Regions from separate parts of the Anas platyrhynchos genome. Here region 1 is linked to region 2. A link is a contact called in public Hi-C data. All regions are on one chromosome and are shown on one strand. Each heading gives the region's core, a stretch centred on a gene start, on an enhancer-like site or on the middle of the called end of the contact. The rest is flanking DNA. Distances are from core to core; before and after follow the strand shown.

Region 1 (3,978 bases), core at 1,086-3,585, 34 kb after region 2:
GTACATGAACGAAATAGAGCCCCTCCCAAAATGGCACATGGAGCCCTCGATCATCTGTGATCCGTCTGCACTTGCCTTTTTAAAACAAGCTTTTATCATTTGTGCTGAAAAAGGGCTTTGAGGCTGCTTGTGCAGATAGGACTTCCGTGTTGTACATGGTATCTGTCTTTCCAGTCCCTAATGAATAAACACAGCTGGCTTTTTTGGGAAGTCAACTTAACATCTTTGCATCAAAGCTGTACAAATAAAGCAGCAAGCCTTACTGAATTATTGGACAACATTTTCTGATTTTTATGCTGATCCACACGCTGACTTCTCATCATCAGATGAAAAAAATGTGTTTTTTCTTTTCTTTTTTTTTTTTTATTATTTCCTGAGGCTGCCTGCAGCCCATGCAGGGGGAAGCAACTTTCCCCTCCTCCCACTTTGGAAACATGACTGGAACAAGCAGCCTTGATGACTTATCAATGTTGGATTATTATGCAATAATTTACTAGGCAGCCTTTTGCTGTCCGGACCGCCTACACTCCCAAGTCAATTGTGCCTTTGTTCAGGAGTGCTTGGAAGAATGCATGACCTCATGGGGTGGTGGGAGTTCATGTTCGTTCCAGTGTGCTAAAGGCTGCACCAGTTCCACCGAGTGTCCCAAACGCATTTCCTTCCTCCTGCCCTGTTTTGGTACGAATGCCTAGAAAAAGCAATCTGTACTTGTTTCTCCAGGGGCTTTCTTAAAAATGCAAACACTCAACTCAGTGGAGCTCTGCGTGCCGAAATCTCATTTGGTAGAATGTGGTTTGTAATTAGGTTATGTTAAAATCCTTCAGACCTTTCTTGTTCACGACACACCTGCCTGAATCCCTGGGTCCTTCAGGAGAAGACAAGAAAATCAAGCGAAGCTTTCTCATTACCACTTTTCACATATGTTCCCAGGAAGGCCAGGAAGGTTCAGAATGAGACCTGTCGTCCATGATGCTGCGTGGTGTTGTTTTTCTAAGGAAGATCATCGGAAAAGGAGAAACCCTGCATTTTCTTTTCTTTTTTTTTTTTTTTTCTTCAGACTCTGGCTATTCCATTTTATGTGTGACACCAGTGCTGTAATCTTCCTCCTCCACAAATTTTCCCAGAAAAGCTAGGGTGTAGTTACAACAGATATTTGCTCTAGAACTATAATAATTTCTTGCTTTTTGTCATAAGTTTGGCCATTTCATGTGTATGTGATGCAAGCGACATAACTTACCAGTTATGTGTCTTGCAGGTGTTGGGCTGATGTTTACTAAACCTATTTTATTCCAAAAGAGCAAGTTGCTCTGGAAGTTTCTCATTCTCCTATCCTTCTAATTACTGCCCTGCTTTCATTGCTTGTCTGCATGCTGGAAAACCCTTTCCCATTCTGCAGGATGGGATAACTCCTTAAATATTGCCTTTGCACCAGTGGTCCCTGTGCCTGTGCTCTAGGGAGGGTTTCTAGCATGGAAGGCTGCCCAAAATCACGGCAGTAGCTGAGAGTCTGGAGTAGTGGACTCAGGAAGCAGCAATCAGTCTTAAATAAGAGCTCGCTAACTTGCCAGCATCAGTGTGTGTGTTCCTTGCAGCTTTCTGCTTGTGTAGGGTCGCAGTACCTCTGCTACGCCCTGTACATGGTGGGGGCTGCTGCCTCCTGCTATTGCTGGTAGTTCTTCATTCCTCAGAGAGGAGCAGATAGGCGTTTCGCTGCCCTCAAGCCTTTTGCTGGTTCAATATAGTGCTGGATGGTGGGTGGCGGTTCAGGAAGGCAGAATGGAGTTAGGAGGGAGAACAAGAAGGGTGCACGGCTGTGAGTGCCTTCCAGTGAGTGCCTTCCAGTTCTGTGGGCTGGCAAACCTGGCCTTTTGTCCTGGGGCTGAGAGTGGGACGGGTCAGACAGGACAAAAAGCAAAAGGAAATGCCAAGGGTATTGAGAGCTGCTCGCTCTGTCTCGTCATTGTGAATTGGAAATGAAATCTAGTAACAAAATAATAAATACGCTACCGTGTTGTCTTCGGGTCTTTTAAATTTTACACGGAATTGTTGTCAGCAGGTGTCTCTAAGAAAAACGCTGCTTGAAACCAGAGCTAACCAAAAGAGAAACATTCAGAGCAAAGCTGAGCTGTTCCATTACTATTCAGGGAATTTTGCTGAAAATACTTGTGCAGAAGTTTGACTCTGCCTGACGTGGTCTTCTCGGACAGACTTTTATCCTCAGCAGCAAAACAGCTGCATTTTAAAGCTTACTGCTCGGGGGCTGTACTGAGTTGCAGAGAATAAAGGAGAGGGAGCGCGAGCTCTTTCTGAAGCCATGCAGAGGATGTGAGCGGACCGATAATGAAGGAGGCAAGTGTCGGTCGGGGCTTATCTCAAAGGCATCTGCTCACAATCCAGTGCTTGTAGTCAGAGTGCCAGCTGGCGGGATGCTTTCCTGATGTAAATTATCCATCCCTTCTGAGGGGCCTGAGCACAAGGAGGCCTTTTGTGTCTAGGGATGAATTCCTAACTTGGGGGGAAAGGGAAGAATTTCTTGTGAAGATCTAAATAGCATTTAATTTTCCTGACTATCCTTATGGTTTTCAGCATGGTATGTGTCCTGCTAGACCTTGGGACGCAGAAGTGGGAGATGACCCTGCTGACATCCATCAGCTTGCCTGGAGGTTGTGGCCAGCTTGACAACACGGTCAGGTTGCTGGGGGTAGTGTTTAGCAGCTTTCGGCACAGGCAACATCTCTGATACCATCTTCACCCCCTCTCCTCCTTCACCACCCAGACTTGCTAAAATCTGGAACTGAAGTGCTTCCTTGAAGGCTTATCCGTGTGCCTGCTTTAAGAGACTGCTCGTATGTGAGACCAAGTGGACCAAACCGTGGTTAAAAAAATGATCAACGTCTAGAAACAGAAGAGCAATAATTTCTTGTCTTCCAAATTAAATGTTTAAAACTGCCTTTCACCTAGTTATTGCTGTTGCCATTTCTCAGGGTAATAGTAGGATGTATTTATTCAGCCCTGCAAAACTTGAAGGCAGCCTGGAAGGCTTAGCTTTGCTAGCAAAAAGGCTCTGCAACCTTGAAGAGCTCTGCTAGCGGCCAGGCTGCTAAGCACAGCTTTTGCCCTCAGTATAAACAGGGGGAAAACGTATTTCAACACTGTCAGCTGTCTTGGGTAAACGCTATTGTTCCAGCAGTATTTACCCGTGGCGAGCTGATACAGTGCTGGAGCACAGCCCTGCTGCGTGCACTAACTGCATTCCTGTGTCACGCCATCAGCAAGGCCTCTCAAGGAGTTCCAGTGCCAGCTGAAATGAATTTCTTTTCACCTGGGCAAACCCGTGCAGTTTCCAGTGTGTTTTTGTTGGCCCATGGTGTAAAACCGCAGGCAGAGAAGGGGAGGGTTCTTTCCATTTAGCATGGGAGATTTCTGTGGAAAAATGTTTTTGTACTGCCGAGAGTGCATTCTGCACGTGTTGTACCTTTAGCTTAGCTGTTTTTTGTTTTGTTTTGTTTTGCAGGGATCTGTAGGAGACCTGATTGGGGAACAGAGCTATAATCTAGTAGTAGAGAAGGGGAAAAAAACGGGGTTGTTTGCGTGCTGTGGAGGTGACATGGTTGTTTTTGTTGGGACAGCCCTGCAAACCTGACAATCTGTTTCTTTTTTTTGGGACGTGCAGGCTGTGAGCTGCCCTTCCTGCTAGAGCATTTTGTGTTTGTAGAGTGTAAGCACAAGCCCGCTTCTCCTCTTCATTCGCTGGGTTCTTTCACTGCGTTTCCTCCCTGAAGTCATCTTGATGAAGCCTGAACTCGGGTTTTGCTTCTATCTAGAGAGAGGCTGTCCTAGCTGAAGAAAACTGAGCTATTTGTGCACGTCTGGCTATCGGTTTGTGTCTGTGCTTGCCTCGAAGTTCTGCTTACCTGCTCTTCACCTTTTAGCGCTCTTTGCCTTCGGTGAGGACTTGTTCTTGAGAAGAGACCACAT
Region 2 (4,131 bases), core at 999-3,498:
AGCCTCTGCGTTATGGGGGTCACGGCAGGGCAGAGCCAAGTGTGCTTCATCTCCCACCACTGCACACACTTCCTCTGCTGGCTGTGCCAGCCTGAGAGGCAAATTGTTCAAATGCAGCTGCTGGAAACTTCTTCCTACATCTCCCAGACCAGGCAGATTGTGAAAAGTAACATCAGGTTGCTTGGGTGCCTTCTCCGGTGGCTGATAACTCTATAAGACTGATAGCACAGGGCTTTTCTGTCATTTATTTTTTTGTGTAAACTGACATAAAAGTATGAAGTGAAATGTTTAGGTGTTGAGCAGTTTTCATGCTTGTTGTTTTTCTTTGTGGGGATAACTTCTAACAACCTGTTTTAAAAATTGAGACCCATGGAGCAACCAGGCTCAGCTTTGACAGTCTAAAACTTGTGAACAGTTTTCCTTAGCATGTGCATTGAAATTTTTTGTATGAACAAGTACTGAAGATAAATGAGTATGGGAAGACCAAAACTTAAAATGTGTGTTGTCCTGTGATGCTTACTAGAAACATTCTGGACTTTATAACCTCAAGTGGGTCAAATGTATCTACTTAATTTAATTCTGCAAGACAAGCATGTCTCATCTGTTCCTTGCAGAAAAGTAAAAAGGCTCTTTATGTAGGTGTGTTAGTGTTTTCCTTGAGCTGCTGTGGAAGGAGAGAGATTAACTGTGCTTCTACTTTCTTTCCAACTGCTTGTGGGTGTACAATACCTTGTTGCAATTTTGTTGTTGTTGTTGATCAAATGGAAAGAAAATAGCCATTTTCTTCTTCTATTTCCTGTAAGTGGTGCTACTGTAATAAAGGCTGTTTCCTCTCAGGTTTTTATGGTGCTTTTGCTTTTTCGCATTTCATCTCTCTGTTCTGACTCTCTCCCCTCTTGCTCTCATTCATTTAATTTGATCTGAGTACCTCAAAGAAGAATTAAAGTAACAAAGTGCCATTTTTTACAGTCATCTTTATATATTTTTTTCCTGCCCACCTCTTGGCTAAATACAGAGCATGTTTTTCTGAGTCTTGGTATCATTGCAGTTAGTGCAGTTTGGGGCAATAAGTGCTTGAATACTTGAACCTGCTTTCAAAGAAGCAGCCATGTCATTTTTTTACCATTCTTTCATTTATCCCCATGCTGTCTAAGCCCAGCACAGTTACCAACATTATCCACAAATATTATTTGCTCTTTTTTGGTGGTTACCCATAAGTTTTGTTGTTCTGCCCAGGCTGAAGTCCTATCTATTTAGCAGTCCTTCCTTCCTTTCAGGCAACTCCTCCCACACAGCTTGACTCACTCTACTTCGTGGGATTTTCCAGTCACAAGAATTTATTGACCCAGGTGCTGTTACTGTTATTCGCCCTGTAAGCACTGGAAAGTTAGAGAGGTTACCTGGCTGTCCTGCTCTATCAGCACCAGATAAATACTGACCCCAGAATTATTACTTGTGACACCTTCCCTTTCGGATTCGAGTCTGCGTCAGTAACCTGGCAGCAGTGAAGGGTTTCCCAGTGCCTAAATGAAACAGATTTGGGTTGTAAACCCTGATAACATGGAGCCTTTTCCATGGAAAAGGAATTGTGCACTTTCATACATGAAGTTGGCAATCGGTAACTACTTAAAACCTGCTTCATTTACGTGAGCTCAAATAGCTAAGTGGGAAAAGAGTATTTTATTTACTTTTGTGTGTTGCAAAAGCAATGTATTTACAGGAATACGCTGGGATGCTTTGCTAGGCTCCAAGCTTTGACGGGCTGCTTCAGCAGGTAAGGCGCTGAAGAGCGAGCACAGCTCGGGCTCGCGGAGGTGTAATTCTGATTTTGGCGAGATCAGCGCGAGCTCGGTGAGCAAAGCGTGGCCGCACCGCTCCGCTGCAGCGTTACAAACGAGTGGCAAGGGAGAAGCCGCGGCCAAGGGCACGAAGCGGGTTCTGACGGGAAGAACCAAGCGTGGGGACTCGGTGCTCTCAGGTGCTCCCAGCCCAGCCGCCCCCTCCTCTGTCAGCAGCACCCCTCCGGCTCGGGACCCGGAGCCTGCAGCCAGCCCCGGACCCCCCGCCCGGAGCCCCCCGGGCGGCGCCGCGCCGCGGGTCCCCGCCCTCCGCGGCCGCCCCCGTCCCCCCCTCCCCGCATTCCAGCGGCGGGGCCGGGCCGGGCCATGGCGGCCGGGGGCAGCTCCCGGCCTGCCCCGCGCCGCCCGCCCGCCCCTCGGCAGCTCGCCCGGCTCCGCCCGGCGGCGCGGCGCGGCCCGGCCCAGCCCGCAGCGGGAGCAGGGCGCGAGTCGGCGGCTCGGAGCTGCGCGGCGGCCCCAGGCAGCCCCCGCCGCCCCCCGGCCCCCTCGGCCCGAGCCCCGCCGCCATGCGCGGCGGCGGGCGCCGGGCGCTGCCGCTGGTGCTGGCGGCGCTGGCGGCCCTGGCGCTGCCCCGCGGCTGCGGCGCCGCCATGGACGAGTGCGCGGAGGAGCGGAGCGGGCGGCCGCAGCGCTGCATGCCCGAGTTCGTCAACGCCGCCTTCAACGCCACGGTGGTGGCCACCAACACGTGCGGGTCGCCGGCCGAGGAGTACTGCGTGCAGACCGGCGTCACCGGCGTCACCCAGTCCTGCCACCTCTGCGACGCCGCCCAGCCCCACCTGCGGCACGGCGCCGCCTTCCTCACCGACTACAACAGCCAGGCCGACACCACCTGGTGGCAGAGCCAGAGCATGCTGGCCGGCGTGCAGCACCCCGCCGCCGTCAACCTCACCCTGCACCTGGGTAAGGCGGCGCGGGGCCGGCAGCCCCTCGGGGGGGGAATGGCCGAGGGGTCGCTGAGTAACCCGCGGTAACCGCACGGCCCCGCCCCGGAGCTCAGCGACGCGCCTCGTCCTGCAGAAAGCCCCGCTTGGGGTCAGGGGGGTGGGCGTCGGGTTTCGGGACCTTTGGGTGGGATGTGCCCGTGTCTCATGTGATGGAGGCGAGCCGTGGGCTCCCCTGGCAGCAGCGCCTGCCGCCTGCACCCACCCTGGAGCCCCTGGTGTTGGGAGCGCTGCGATGAGCGCACCGGCGTTACCGGGGCTAGGGGAGCGCGTTTGAGTTAGGGCAGGCGGTAACACCTCTTGTTCTGCTTTAGTTTTTACTTTTTGTACATCGGGAATTGTTATTCTCGTCATTGGAGAAAGCAGTAAGCTAAGAGTTGATTTCATGTATTAATAGAACATCATCATAATCCTTTATATTACGGTAAACCTTAGATCATCATCATAACCCTTTATATCAAGGTAAACTTTAGTTTATAGGCTTATCTGCATTACTGCTGCATTTGGTCCTGTGCAGCTCTGTGTGTGTATATATATATCATTTGAAAAACAATCCGCTTTTCTAACATACTAGAACAAACGATGTGCCGTGTCCCAGGCTTTGAAGAAGTGTGCTCGTGTCTTTTGTGAAAACACCATCTTTAAAACATCGCTGGCAAATCAATATTGTGGCACTGCAATGTGGCATCGTCAATCACCTGGGTTTCAGGTTTGTTTTAAAGGAAAGCTGCCTGCCCCACTATGAGGTGCTTGCTCTGGGCTTGATTGTGGCAGGAGTTAATTTTAAGACTTAATAGCAAAGTGTTAAGCTACTTATGCAGGTGGTGTTGTATGGTTTTGTGAGGCGTTTGGGGGCACGAAGCCCTTCTACACAACTGATTCTGCATGATCTCCAAGGACCCGCTTGATGCTGCAGCCGCCTTTACTCCTGAAAGCGCTGCTATCCTGGCTGCTCAGCACTGCTGTGCGCCCCTTCAGGGCTGGCAGCATCCCCTCTGTGCCTCCAGCTTGCAAATGCTGACCTGTGCTGAGTTTTTGCCAACTTGGGATGTCTTGATTAATGTACAATGATGTTCGGCCTGTGTAGAGCAGGGTAATGTTTTCCTGCCACAGCAGAAGGCAAATAAGAGATGCAAGGCTGTTGTCAACATGTGAAAGCGGGCTGTTGGGCCTTGTAACTTCTTTGGAAATTCTAAGAATTTACACATCAAGTTTAAAAACCTTAGCTTGGGAATTGGATGCTAGCAGGCAGGTTGGTATAGAGAATAGCGTGGATCAGCATTATGAAGTTGCAGGTGTGTGTGGACAGGAGATCTCAGCCCAAAAAC

Evidence for each region. A called contact is a pair of places that touch in the nucleus more often than the background predicts.
Region 1: a Hi-C map of skeletal muscle shows a contact between it and region 2, with 1.4 times the contacts expected there. The contact joins the enhancer-like site here to the promoter of LAMC1 in region 2. A contact is called at or near these places in 3 of 8 Hi-C or Micro-C datasets (F5 follicle, skeletal muscle and subcutaneous adipose tissue).

Annotation. Positions count from the first base shown.
Region 1 is chr8:20,274,801-20,278,778 of IASCAAS_PekinDuck_T2T, forward strand. All of the region lies in intron 1 of LAMC1 (laminin subunit gamma 1), which reads left to right. Among named protein-coding and RNA genes, the nearest start is that of LAMC2, 32 kb to the right of the region's middle. Within about 2 kb of position 2,336, at least 5 of the 8 cell types and tissues checked have an H3K27ac peak or open chromatin away from gene starts, as enhancers often do. A contact at or near this core is called in F5 follicle and subcutaneous adipose tissue, where this site is marked.
Region 2 is chr8:20,240,917-20,245,047 of IASCAAS_PekinDuck_T2T, forward strand. LAMC1 (laminin subunit gamma 1) reads left to right here and starts at 2,249. Exons shown (of 28, transcript XM_038182826.2): 1 at 2,249-2,762. The coding sequence starts at 2,366. It overlaps LOC140003067 (a long non-coding RNA gene), which reads left to right. Exons shown (of 8, transcript XR_011811019.1): 8 at 1-836.